Regions from separate parts of the Mus musculus genome. Here region 1 is linked to region 2. A link is a contact called in public promoter capture Hi-C data. All regions are on one chromosome and are shown on one strand. Each heading gives the region's core, a stretch centred on a gene start, on an enhancer-like site or on the middle of the called end of the contact. The rest is flanking DNA. Distances are from core to core; before and after follow the strand shown.

The links. Promoter capture Hi-C pulls out the DNA fragments that hold promoters and counts their contacts.
Region 1: a contact with region 2 is called in a promoter capture Hi-C map of pre-B cells, with 3 times the contacts expected there. The contact joins the promoter of Cnot1 here to the promoter of Fto in region 2. A contact is called at or near these places in 1 of 39 promoter capture datasets (pre-B cells) and 1 of 484 Hi-C or Micro-C datasets (CD4 T cells).

Annotation. Positions count from the first base shown.
Region 1 is chr8:95,803,708-95,810,124 of GRCm38.p6, reverse strand. It overlaps Cnot1 (CCR4-NOT transcription complex, subunit 1), which reads left to right and starts at 2,680. Exons shown (of 49, transcript NM_001372353.1): 1 at 2,680-2,792. 4930513N10Rik (RIKEN cDNA 4930513N10 gene) reads right to left here and starts at 3,295. Exons shown (of 4, transcript NR_015574.3): 1 at 945-3,295.
Region 2 is chr8:91,310,467-91,317,278 of GRCm38.p6, reverse strand. Fto (fat mass and obesity associated) reads right to left here and starts at 3,754. Exons shown (of 9, transcript NM_011936.2): 1 at 3,659-3,754. The coding sequence starts at 3,703. Rpgrip1l (Rpgrip1-like) reads left to right here and starts at 4,057. Exons shown (of 26, transcript NM_173431.2): 1 at 4,057-4,076.

The DNA of each region.
Region 1 (6,417 bases), core at 1,431-3,930, 4.5 Mb before region 2:
CCAGATGTTAGCCTGTGTGTGTCATTGTTGTCCCCTCTGTCTGTCTGTCTCTCCCCTCTACCACCTTTGAGATAGGGTCTCACTATGTAGCTCTGGATGTCCTGGAACCAGGCTGGTTGAACTCACAGAGATCTGACTGCTTCTGCTTAAATGTCTTAAATGTGAGTGCTGAGCTCAGGTCATGAGGTATGAGACACTCTGTCTGCCTGCTTTTTTCTTTCTTTTTTTTTTTTTTTGAGACCAATTTGATCTGCCTGCGTACTCACGGATGAGGGGGCATTCACTGGAGCACAGTGAACTTATAAAACTCTCTATATACGCCAGGAGCCATCAACTGTCAGCAGTTAAGAGCACTGACTGCTTTTCTAGGGGTCCTGAGTTCAAGTCCCAGCAACCACATGTTAGCTTACAACCATCTGTAATGGGATTGGGTGCACCTTTTCTGGTGTGTCTGAAGACAGCTACACTTCCATATACATAAAATAAATAAACCTTTTAAATTTTTAAGAAATTTTTTTTTTTTTTTTTTACTTTTAACACCAAGTTCTTCTGTTGTATTTTACTTTAGCCCCGGGATATTTTGTGAAAGTCGGACAGGGAGGGTGGGAAGAAGGCTGAGAATCAGCCAGGTGAGCTCGTCTGCTCGTTAGGACATCCTGTTCTTAAGGATGTTTGAAAGCAAACATTCGTAATTGCTGAGTTAGAAGGTGACCCTTCTAGATCCTTTATGAAGGTCTTCTCAGCCATTTTAGGAAAGACAAGAACCACCCAGCCTAGATACACAGTCAAAGGACTTTGACCTTTAGGGCATTGTGAAAATCCTGGCTCAGTTTTTATGGCTGTCAGATTTTAGTAGTGATGTATAACCTCCGAGGAGAGATGGGCAGTGAGCTTAAGAATCTCCTCTAGGAGGCCCCGTTTATATCAGCTTTATTTCAGCTTACCTTCAGTTTGGGGGCAATTGAAGCTTGAACTAAACTGGTTGTAGAATTACAGAATTGATCTTGGGTAGTTGACTTGTATGTCCCCCTCCCCCTTCTCCAGAACAGTCTCAGTTCATCTTTGTCTCTCTTCTTCTTTAACAACAAAAGAAAACAAAACCCACAAAACGAAACAACCCCCATATTGCTAAATTGCACAAATAAAACATTGATAAAAAAAGTTCAAGATGGGGGCTGGAGAGGAGCTGTTTTTGCAGAGGTGCAGGGGTGGGTTTCCAGCACTCATAGAGCAGCTTACAACTTTACTGCTGAGACTCTCATCTCAGTCCCGGGGCATCCAATGCCTTCCTGGGTACCAGGTCCACACTCTCTAGGTGAACATATATATAGGCAAGCACTCAGACACTTTTTTTTTTTCATCTAGGGGTTGGAAAGATGGCACAGAGATTACAAGAGCTGGCTGCTTTTCCAGAGGACCCACCCAGTGGCTCACAACCGTTCACTTCCAGAGGGACGGGCATCCTCTTCTGACCTCTGAGGACATTGTACATGCATGGTGCATAGATTTACATGCAAGCAAACGCCTGTACACGTAAAATAAGTAATAAAAGTCTTTAACACATCTCTTTAAAGTTCAAATAGTACTGGTATGAGAGGTTACGTCTATTATCATCTCAGTATTTTGGAAGATTGCAAGGAGCTCAAGGTCAATTTATGCTTCTTAGTATGTTTCAGGCCAGCCTGGACTACAGTTGGGTTAACTGAAAGAGACCTTGTTTCAAAACTCAAACAAAAAGTCTAAAAGATAGGAGGACACAGTGGATAACGTAGCCTTTTATCCAAGAAGCAAAAGGCATTGGCATCCTTGAGAATAGCCAAGAGCAGGAGGAGAACTTCTGTTTCTATATCTCTGCAAAGCGTCCCTGCTTCAAAAGACAAATGGAAAACAAACTTTAAAAGAGCCAGGATTAGGTGGGCATCTGGGAGACTACATTCTCCAGCATGCATTGCTGCTCTAGGGCGCAGACAGTGATGGAAGAGACCACGTTACTTTTGCGACAGGAATAGGCGGGGCGTGCGACTACATAACCCAGGATGCAAAGGACCTCAACTTTGCCCCGCGTCTGACGCCTTCTGATGACTGGTGCTCCTTGCTAAAGAGATCCGAGGGGTGGACAATGCTTCCGCTGGGAACCCGCACAGCCTCTCGGACCGTGACATTTCGAAAGACGAAGGAAAGTAGACGAGCATCACCCTGTCTCTAAGTTAGAGTAGTTTGTGCGCAGGGTGGCAATGCATTAACGAGCTCCCTTCCGTATTTTTTTGTTTCCCGGAGGCAATGACCAGCCAGTCCCCATAGGTCGAACACCTCGAAGGCTTATGTCTTCGAGTCCCAAATCGAAGTTCCCAACGTCTAACCATTGGCTTACACCCGGGTGCGCAGGCGCCCAGACTCGGACCCAGTCCCAGGGCTGATGAGCGGCAATTGGCCTGAGCCCCGCAAACTAGGAGTCTGGATTGGTGGTTGCTAGCAGGAGCCTGGTTTCTTCCTCGACTTCTGCGAGTGATTAGTGTGTGATTGGTTTAAATCCGCGGGTACCCATCGGCGATTGGACCGCCGTTGCGGTCAGCGCGCGGCCATTGGCTGGGCGCTAGGGCCATCCCTCCGCCAAAGCGGGCAGCGAATGGTGAAATGGGAACTGGGAGGGGAAAGGCCGCGACGTGAGCGCGCGACCTCGGGCGCCATTTTGTCGAGAAAACAAGCGGAGTTAACCGAAGAGGGGGGTCGAGGAGAGCCGGAGTCGAGGACCCAGGAGTTTCCTGTGTCCAGCGCTGCGGGAGCCGACTGAGGTGAGGCGGGCTGGGGCTGCGGTTGGAGGTGGCGGAGGCTGGGAGTGTCAAGCTCGGGACGCGGGTCCGGGTGGGAGCGGTACCGGGGGTGGGGTGGACTGGGGACCCTGGAAGCCTTTTCCCGGGGCGTCGGGACTCGGGCAGGCGAGCCGGAGACGTGGAGCCAAGGCGGGAGGGGACGGACTCGGCCCGCTCGCGGCGGCTTTGCTCTCTTGGAGAAGGGAGACCGGGGGCTCACGTTCCTGGATTCGGAGCGCCCGGGCGCGGGTGAGCAGCTCCGGAGCGGCTCGGCCTGGAGGCCTTGCCTGGAGGCTTCGAGGATGGCGGCGGCGGAGGTGGCAGTTCGGATCCCAGGGCCTCGGCTCGCCGCGCGCGCAGGGCTGCAGCCTCCTCGGAGCGCACGAGCTCCTCAACTGTCCCTTTCCTCCCGGGCTCCCGGATGGGGGGCTATGGGCGCGGGCGCCCGCGGCCTACCTAGGTTCCTCGCTGGGCGGGCGGGCCAGGGGGCGGGTTTGGAGTTGCTGCCGATTCGTAGCGCTTTCCGGGGACTCCCTCCCCTCCTGCGCCCCCCAGCACGTTGTCAAGCCCCTCGCTTTTGGCTGCTTGGCGGTGGGAGGGGCGGGCGGGCGGGAGTGAGCACTTCCGTGTTACCCTTCTCGCTACAGGTTTTTTGTTCCACTCGCGCGCCCCGGCGCTCGCACTTTCTAACAAGTCGATAGCCCCCCAACTTAAGTCACCTAGGTCCCTGTGCGGTTGGTAGTGTTGGTTCTGCCTGTCCCAACGCCCCCAACCCTCCAACCGGCAACTACCGGCAGATGCCCACCAGTGAGCAGAATGCTTGTGGGTCTTGATTTGGTGCAGATCTTGGAGAGATCTTAGGTTAAGCCTAAGGCTAATAAGCAAACACATTTGGCCATGCCACCAGGTCCGGGAGGGAGCTCACCCACCTGTGCTCACAGACATTACTTGCAGGAGGAGTGCTTTGTAGGTTTTGAAAAGAAGTGCTTTTCAAAGTGTTGTATGGAAAATTAAGCTTCATGAGAGGTAAACGTTCCCCAGAAGTCACCTCGACAAATATTACAGTCCCACCTTCCGTGGACATTTAATCCAGGCAGGCCTTGTATCAGTGAGCTCTAGCCCCAGATGTCGAGTTTCTTTGGGGCCTATATACTTCTTTTTCCTCTCTATTCAAAACCGAGTAACAGTACTTGAGTTTTCCGGTTTTGTTGCAGTTCGGTCCCTTGTGATTACAATGGAGAGGGGGGGGAACCCAACAACAATCAGCCAATAATTGAGTGGGTGTACTGCTTATTAGAGAAAATACCAGCATTTCCCTCCTGACCTCTCTTTGGAAAAGTAGTATACATGTGTGAAAATGGTGGAGGTAGAAATGGGACCTGTTTTCAGTGCTGTGTGAGGACATTACAGATGGTTGTCCCATGGCAGGAAGACCTGATGATAGCAAGCAGGGCCTTGGCCTGAATGGCAGGCAGGATGTTAGTAAAGGTTCTTTTTGCAGGCAGAGGGTCTGACTTGGGAATTTGGTTCTTTTTCACCTGGTCCTGGCTGTTTGTTTAGTGGAAGCAAGTCTAGAATCGAGGCACACACATACACACACACAAATCTGACCTTTAGCCGGGTGTGGTGACACTGGCTGCTTGTAATCCCAGCAGTACAGAATGGGGCATGAAGCTCATTGTGATTTCTTTACAGCCTGGGCTACATGTGAAAGCCTTGTCTCAGCAACAAAAACAGTGGGAAAAAACAAAGGCTGAGTGGGGAGGATCCTAGTCACTAATACCTGAAAGTATTTTTTTAAACCCAAGATTAAAATTTGTTGAATAACACACACACACACACACACACACACACACACACACGAGTGAGTGAGTTTAGCATTCTTGTGCCATAGCTCATGCGAGGAGAGGTCTAAGAATATGAGGAGTCAGTATTTTGACGCTTAGTGAAATGTAAAGGATGGATCTCAGGTCCTCATGCTTGTGTGACAAATGCTCTTACCTTTTGAGCCATCTTGAGGCCCTTAACAATTATAGTCTTAGAAGTTGGCTTTATATTCTTGGTGACTTTATTTTATTATTTGTGTGTGTGTTGTTCATATGTATGAGTACCGTGTGTTGAAGAGTTCAGCAGAGGGAGTTGGGTTCTGTGGAAGTGGGATTATGGTTGGGTTGGCTTGTAGTTAGGGTAGCCTCAAGTTCAGAGTCCTGTCTCAGATCACTAAGTGACAGTAGGGCAGTGTTAGATTGTAGATACTTATAGACTCTTCACCACATAACCCTGTTCTGTCTCTTTAAAGCACATTTATCGTGTGTGAGTGGATTTATGTTGGTATGGTGAGTACATCCCACAGTACTCATCAAGGGTAGAGGACAACTTTGAAGAGTGGGTTCTCTCCTACTGTTTTGGTCCCAAGCATAGACCGCAGGCAGTCAGACTCGGTGGCAGGTGCCTCTACCTACTAGTGCACTGCACTTGTCCCCATTTGATGCTTCTTGAATTAACCAAAATAGTATTTGCCCTTTTGAAATGGCGTGTTTGCTGACACACACACACACTCTGTATGTGTTGTTGGGGCTGAACACAAGACCTTAACATTTGAGGCAAATGCTCTCTACCCCTGAGCTGTGTGTTTTGCTCCTTGTTGGCACTCTCCCCACCCCAAGTACTCATTGTGAAGCACAAGCTAATCTTGGACTTGTCCTGCTGCCCCGCTTCCCAAATGTGGCCATCACTTTTTTTTTTTTAAAGATTTTATTTTATTTATGATATGTAAGTACACTGTAGCTGTCTTCAGCTGCACCAGAAGAGGGCATCAGATCTCATTACAGGTAGTTGTGAACCACCATGTGGTTGCTGGGATTTGAACTCAGGACCTTTGGAAGAGCAGTCAGTGCTCTTAACCTCTGAGCCATCTCCAGCCCCAGTGGCCATCACTTCTGTTTTGGGTCTATTTATTACTTACTTGTTTTGATTGATTGATTGATTGATTGATTGATTTATAGGCAGAATTTCTCTGTGTAGACCTTGCTGTCCTGGAACTGGCTCAGTTTGTATACCAGGCAGGCCTTGAACTTAGAGATCCTCCTGCTTCTTCCCCCAAAGCTCTGGGATTAAAGGTTTGCCGCCACCTGGCATGTTTTGGTATATTTTTAATAAAAGATATATGTGTATATAAGTATGCCTTCTTGCCTTAATCACCAAATCCTAAGAAGAAAAAAAGATAAAGAATTAACTTAAACGATGGGGCCTAGTGACTCAGGCCTATAGCTCCAGCACTGAGGCTCAGGCAGGACGATGGGGAGTTCAAGGCCAGCTTCAACTCACAATTAGCCTTGGTTCAGGAGACCCTGTCTCAAAGGAAAAAAGGAATTAGCTGTACACTTCTTAAATGACACTGAGTAAGTTTTCCTGTTTCAAAGTGAAATCCCAGTAAGGTTTTTGTTCTGTGGTTCTGGGCGTGGTATCTGGGATCTAGCATATACCAGGGAATCTTCTGCTGCCAAACAACAGTCCCAGCTCCCAGGGAATATTATGTTAAGGTGTCGTTTATAGGGAGCCCAACAGTGCTTTTCTGGTGGTTCAGTTTTATTACATGTGTGGGTTT
Region 2 (6,812 bases), core at 2,505-5,004:
GTCCAGTCTTCTTCTCCCTTTGGATTTAGAGAGTATATAAAGTCTACAATACAAGCAACTGCAAGTAAAAAAGATATAACCTACGTTATTACAAAGAGAAAAGGAGAATCAAAGGTAATGACTATAGAAATGACAGCATCCAATTTAAAAAGCAAACAAGAAACTTTTGTGACTTCAGGACAAATATTTCAAAAGCTTAACACACTGGCTCAGGACTGTAATCCTAGCTTATTAAGAAGCCAAGGCAATAAATATACCTAGGAAATATGAAGAACTCATAAAACTTAATAAGCTAACAACAACAATAAAAATGGTTTAAAAAAATGTGAACACACACTTCACATGGGGCTTGGGAGATGGCTTGGTGCTGAAGATATTCTCAGAGGCCAGGTAAGTGCTAGGTAGGAGTGCTAGGGTTCTGCCTCTAGTCTCAGGACTAATAAAGCATGGCCAGGGACGACTCCCCACATCTACCTCAGTCCTCTACACAATGAGCATGCATAAGCATGCATCACTACCATTTATGTCCATACATGCATGCAAACACACCCATACACACCACACACACATACACACAAGAAAAAAAAAGAATACCCACATGTTCGTGAAGTATACGATAATATATAATATCATTGGTCATCAGGGAAATACAAATGAAGACCACAATGAACTACTCCCTCCTGGTCACCATGAAGGCTACAATGAAAAGACAAACAGTAGCAAGCTATGACAAGGACTTGAAGAAATCCTAACCCTCAAAGTCTCTATGAGCAATGTGGGGGAGCGCAGCTTGTGTGGCAAAGAGTGGCAGTTTCTCAAAATATTGAGCATAGTCTTATAATGTGACGAGCAGCTCTACTACCAGACCTCTACCCTGTCCATACAGAAACTAGGCTGCAACTGTTTAGGGTATCATTTTTTATGACAGCCAAAAAAAAAAAAAAAGTCAAATTGCTCACATAGCATTACATTTCCTTGACACAACTACAGTTACCTGGGGATCTAAATTAAGGAACTGCCTCCAGCAGATTGGCCAGTGGGTATGTGGATAATTAATCCATGATTGATATGGGAGGACCCAGCCCACTGTGGGTGGTGCCACCCTGGGCACATGGTCCTGGACACTATCAAAAAGGGCAAGCCAGTAAGCAATGTTCTTCCAGGGTTTCTGCTACAGTTCCTCCCAAGAGTTCTTGCCTTGGCTTTCCTCAATGATGAATTATCACAAGACAGTGAAGATAACATAAACACTTTCCTCCCCTGCTGGCTTTTAGTTGTGGTGTTCTATCACAGCAACAGAAAAGAATAGTAAGTAAATAAACAAACAAATATAAAAAAAAGTGGTGTGTCCAGAAATAGGAATGTCATCTACTGGGTAATGGGAAGCATGGATAAGTGTTATAAGATCTACGAACCTCGGCATGGATGAACACGTATGGTGAGTGAAAGCAGCCAAACAGAAAGGTCACATATACATGATTCTATTTATATGGTAATGTTCTGGGGCTAGAGATGGCCCAGTTAATGACGTGCTTGCCACAATCGAGAGGACCTGAGTGTGGATCGCCAGCCCCATGTAAAAAGCCAAGTGCAGTGCAGGCCTGAAATGCCAGCTCAGCAAAGGTGAAGATAGGAAGATCTCCAGGGCTTGCTGAGAAGCAAGCCTAGCTCAGTGAGTGAGCAGCTCGGTGAGTGAGCTCTGAGTTCCAGGAGAGCTCCTGTCCCAAAATAAGGTGAAAAGCAACTGAAAAAGAAACTCAGTGTGGAGCTTTCATCTTGACAGACACACACCAGCACATGCACCTGCATACATGCATACAGACGTACACAGATGACAGACACACACACACATACAATATCCATCAAAGGTGGCCCTAGCAAGCAAACAAACAAACAAACAAACAAACAAATTGCCTAGACACAGAGGTGAAATACTTTGGGAAATGGCAAATGGACGCATTACGCAGTGTAAATAAAGATACAGGATTTTTCCATGGCTGTTTTCCTTGTTAGCCTCCAACCTGTAAGAATCCAAATGCCCAGCCACAGGTGAGTGAATGAATAAGTGGAATCACACAAAGTGCACTACCACTCAGCCACAGAAACGGAACAATTGATAACATGTGCGTTAACACGTATAGGTCTCAAAAATTACTGTGATCAGTAAAAACGGCATCCGGGTATATGCTGTCTGCTTCGGCTTAGATGAAAAACTCTAGAAAGCATAGATTCAACAATCATGACTGATCGCATGACTGCCTGGGGGTAAAATAAAGAAATCGGCTGTAAAGAAATAACTTTTTAAAAGAGCCATGCCCTCTATGCAACTGGAACATTTTGCATATACGTACAGTCAAAACTTATCAAATTGTTCACAACAAATGACTGCAAGATTCTCTCTATACACTGGGCCTTAACTTAGCTGAACAGAAAGTCAAGCAATCACTTACGATTACTGAGACATTGTCTAGGACTTAACACAACTACCTGTGCTTCGCATCAGCCAGTACTTCAATGTCTTTCACAAAGAGACTAGAAATGGAGCTAGGAGATTAGAGAGGGGCAGCTCCTGATCCCTAATGCCACCTAGGAAACAAAAGGCCCTGAGCAAAGGCCAACTTCTGCCAGACTCCGTGTCCATGTCTGTAAAATACATAACTCAGGCCATTACACCCAAGACCCAAAACCCTTAGATTCCTAACTGACTTAGGAATCTTACAAGACAAAATTCTACGACAGCAAGTACTGTACCTGTTTTATTTCCTACTGATCCTCGCTGCCAGTATTTACCTACCATAGAATAAGCACCAAACGGCATAGCCAAGGGCCTTTGGCCAAATGAGCTACAGACAAGAGAGACTTTTAAGATGGGCAGAATCTGTTGTGTCCACTGAGGGGGACTGAATGCTGATAAGTTAGAACAAATCAATAGGTCCCAACTTTGGGGATGGGGGAAAAGGAAAATATTGAGCTTCCAGTGCTCATCTTCATAACGGACTGTTTATACTCTACCTATGTAATATCTGTCTTGCCATCTGCTGCAATGATATGAAATAATTATGCATTTAATGTAGGTGTCTGATACAAAAAAAAAAAAATGCTGCAAATAAGTCGCCGTTGCTGTTACTGTCATCCCAAGGAGTGTCCACTGTCAGAAAGCTGAACAGCAAGGACGGAGTCCAGGAATGTACTACCCACAGAAGCTATGTAAAGCGTATCTGATGTGCTGACCACGCAGACAAGTCATCTGGCCATTGAGGCAATGCTCCAAATAAAAACATGTCACCATACTAAATCTGTGGCTCAGCTGCGCTCGAGCTGAAAACACACAGGTGGTAAACTGGTAAACTGAGGCTCGAGAGTGGCTACAAATATAACCAAGGAATAGGGACAGAAGCAGGACAGGGACATAGATGTCTATCTTTTCATTTCTGACCAAGACTAACTGTATCCAGATCTGCATCCAGAGCAATATGAATTCACAGCACAGACGTGCGCGCGCACACTCACACCACGTCTGCAGGTCTCTTGCAAACAAGGCCCTGACACCCCTTGGCTTAACGCCGAGCATCCACTCAGCCATCCCAGCGGGTCTGCGGGTCCCCTGCCTCTAGCCCGGGACTAACACAGAATCCCAGACGCCCGGAGCCCCACATACCTTAGCTTCCCGCTCTCGTTCCTCCGCGGTCTGGACGCGCTTCATGCTGCTACTAAAGCCGCCTTCGCCACCGTGGGCCGTGTTCCCCCTCGCCCTGGACCCCGCCTCCTGTGTGTAGTTCTCTCAACGGCTCTCTCCCGCCTGGAGCCATTTGCTCTAATACCTAGAAGAACTACCCTTCCCAGAATGCTGCGCGAGACTCCCGAGTACTCCTTGGGCTCCGGAGCTGAATTTCTCCAGTCAGCTAGCAGGGCTAGCGTAGTCCGCTACGCGACCCGCCGACGGCCCGCACCCTACGGAGAACTACATTTCCCAGTGGGTAACGGGACTCACTGTTTTCCCGTGCTCCTCTGGGCCTGCAGAGGCTCGCGCCCTGGGCGCTATAGCAACCGGTAGCTAGCTGAGGGCGAACGCGGAGGTGAGTACTCTGTGAGGTGGGGGCTAATGCAGGTTGGCTGGCTCTTCCGCGGCCTCACAACTGAGCCTGGAGTCTGTTCGAAGCCCAGGATAGACCTGGGATTCTTGCGTGGAAAGCAGTCCATCCCGACACACCTCCACATCCGCAGGCCTGCATCTGACTCGCCCTGACCGCCCGCCCAGCCAGAAACGCAGCTGATAAGAATTGGCAACCCTAAGTCCTACAACTCAAAGGTCCCAGTCACATTTCACTCTGTTTCCCAGAAACTGGGCTTGGATGGTAGAACCTAAGCCTCCCAAGAGGCTTGTTACTGTTGTTGTTGTTGGCTTGTTACTGTTGTTGTTGTTGCTGCTGCTGCTGATTGTCGATTAGTTTTTAAAAGGGGGTCTCCCTATGCATCCTAGGCTGGCCTTAAACTAGCCTTTTTAGCCCATGCTCGTCTCAAATTCAATCAATAATAGGTCTTGCCTCAAGTTCCCACCACCACAATCAGTTTCTAGTGGCCTATCTTTTATTCTTTATTACTGTTTCTCATCTGACTACTCCCATAGTCTGTTAAAGCCATTACAGGGCAGAGACTTTGTTTAAACTCAGTGCCTGGCATTCATTCATTCATTCATTCATTCAATAAATGATAGCGTTAATGTCTACTATGTGACATCAGATAGCAGAAGAGGAACTATTTGGGGGAGGAAGGAGACCAGTGAGAGGAAGCTAGAGAGATGGGGGGGGGAGTGGTAGGGGACAGATATAAGCAAGAAACTATGATATAGGTGTGAAAATATACTAGGTTAAAAATGCATGACATGACAATGAATTACGATACAACTCTGGGATAATGACAAAGGCTGTTGCTGTAAGCAATAAGCCACAGCAGGGTGGTGGCACACTCAGGACAAATTCAGAGTCTACTCAGGGCATGGTGACACCCGACTTTAATCGTAACACTCTGGAAGTAGAGGCAGGGAGATCTTTGAATTCCAGCCAAGTTTATATAGTGAGATGACCCCCCCCCCCATTTTTTAAAGAAAAAAAAAACACAAGGAAAAAATAGAGAATTTGAGGCCAGTATGTTTAGTGTTCTTGGTGAATTTCATGTCAGCCTAGACAGCCTGGGCTTCCCTTGAAAAAGAAAAGTTAGAAACCAGGAAGAAAATTAACACAGAACAGTAAGGGAAACTCTAAGGAAAGGTCAGTTGGACTGAGCTCTGAAGTATGAGGAGACAGAAGAGCCTTAGGAGCAAGATAAAAGCATGCCATATGTGAGGAAAGCAGGGAAGGTTGTAAGTGGATCATAGCAAAGAGGGAGAATTCACTGTGCCATCTACCTACATCAGACCAGTAACAATTTTCTTCTCGGTCATGATAACCAGAAATATCACCAAACAACTAACTCCTGCATTAATGACCTTGAGCAATTGAGCTAGCTTGTCTTAGCTTCTGTTTGTATCTAATGACCTTGAGCAATTGAGCTAGCTTGTCTTAGCTTCTGTTTGTATCTCAGGAACCATTTGAGTAGCCATTGCTTACGCACACTGTAAGCACAGTGAACAATATGTGTTAGCATCAACTTCTGCAGACATTCTTTCAGATATTTGCCCCTAGCAGTGGTTCTCAGCCCATCATGAGTTCCAATCAAAGTTCCAGGCCCTCTCTCTAAGAGAGACTCTTCATGCACATATACGTAGCCACGTCTTCAAATTTCAGACACTGAAATCCAATTCAATCCCTTTATCCATTCAAGTGACTGTTTAATAAATGCTGCTCGCTGAGTGTGCCACCCTCTGTGCCAGCTTCTCAGACAGGTGAACAAGATGGACAAGCATTCTAACGTCTTGGTCTTCACATTCTTCAACCAACATTCTAGAACTGGAAAGTCTCTTCCTTACCAGGGTACTAACAGTTCACATCTAGACCTTTCTAGGAAGGTCAAAGTGGAAATCGAGAGTGTACGTTTTTCCTTATTTATTTGCTTACTATACACTGTATATTCATGTCCACATACAACACTAAGTTACTATGGTATGTCTCTATAGAGAAAAGAAACTGAAAGTTCTAGAACAAGCCATGAAGTAACAAAGGAGGGAGACAAAGTAAAATCACACTGTGAACAAATGGTGCCTCCTCCTTCACAAAGCCTGAAAGGGGCAGCCTGGGTGGGCACAGCATGTAGTCAGTGGGCATTTCGAGACACTTGACATCCCCAGCACATTTGCTAAAGGCCTTTACGTGCTTTTAGGATAACTATGAGATGGGTATAATTTGCTCTGTTTTTAAAATTAGGTAAATTTAATGACTTGGCCAACTATGAGAAGGTAGAACTAACTGTTTGACTCGAGTACATGGCCTGAGTTGTGGTTTGTTTTGGGTTTTTGGGGGGGTATTTTTGGTTTTGTTGTCGTTTTGTTTGGTTTTGTTTTTTTTTCCCCCGAGAATTCATGCTCTCTTTAAGGAAAAGTGTAGGGATCGAAGTATTTCTGAACTGCGGAAGGGTTTGGTTTTGCTTCAGAGAGATGAATAAGGAAAGGAAGGATGATAATCTTACTCATTTCCTAAGAAGACTGTAGTAAATCCTCTGCTCAGAAGACAGTCCTCGTGATTGGGTGCAGTGCTCCTTCTGGACTGGGAGCTTTCATCTTGCTCAGGCAACACATGTGGGCAATAACATGTCCATTAAAGTTCTAGTTTCCTAGCCCCTTTATTTGGCTCATTCCATTGCATAGCTAATGCAATAAC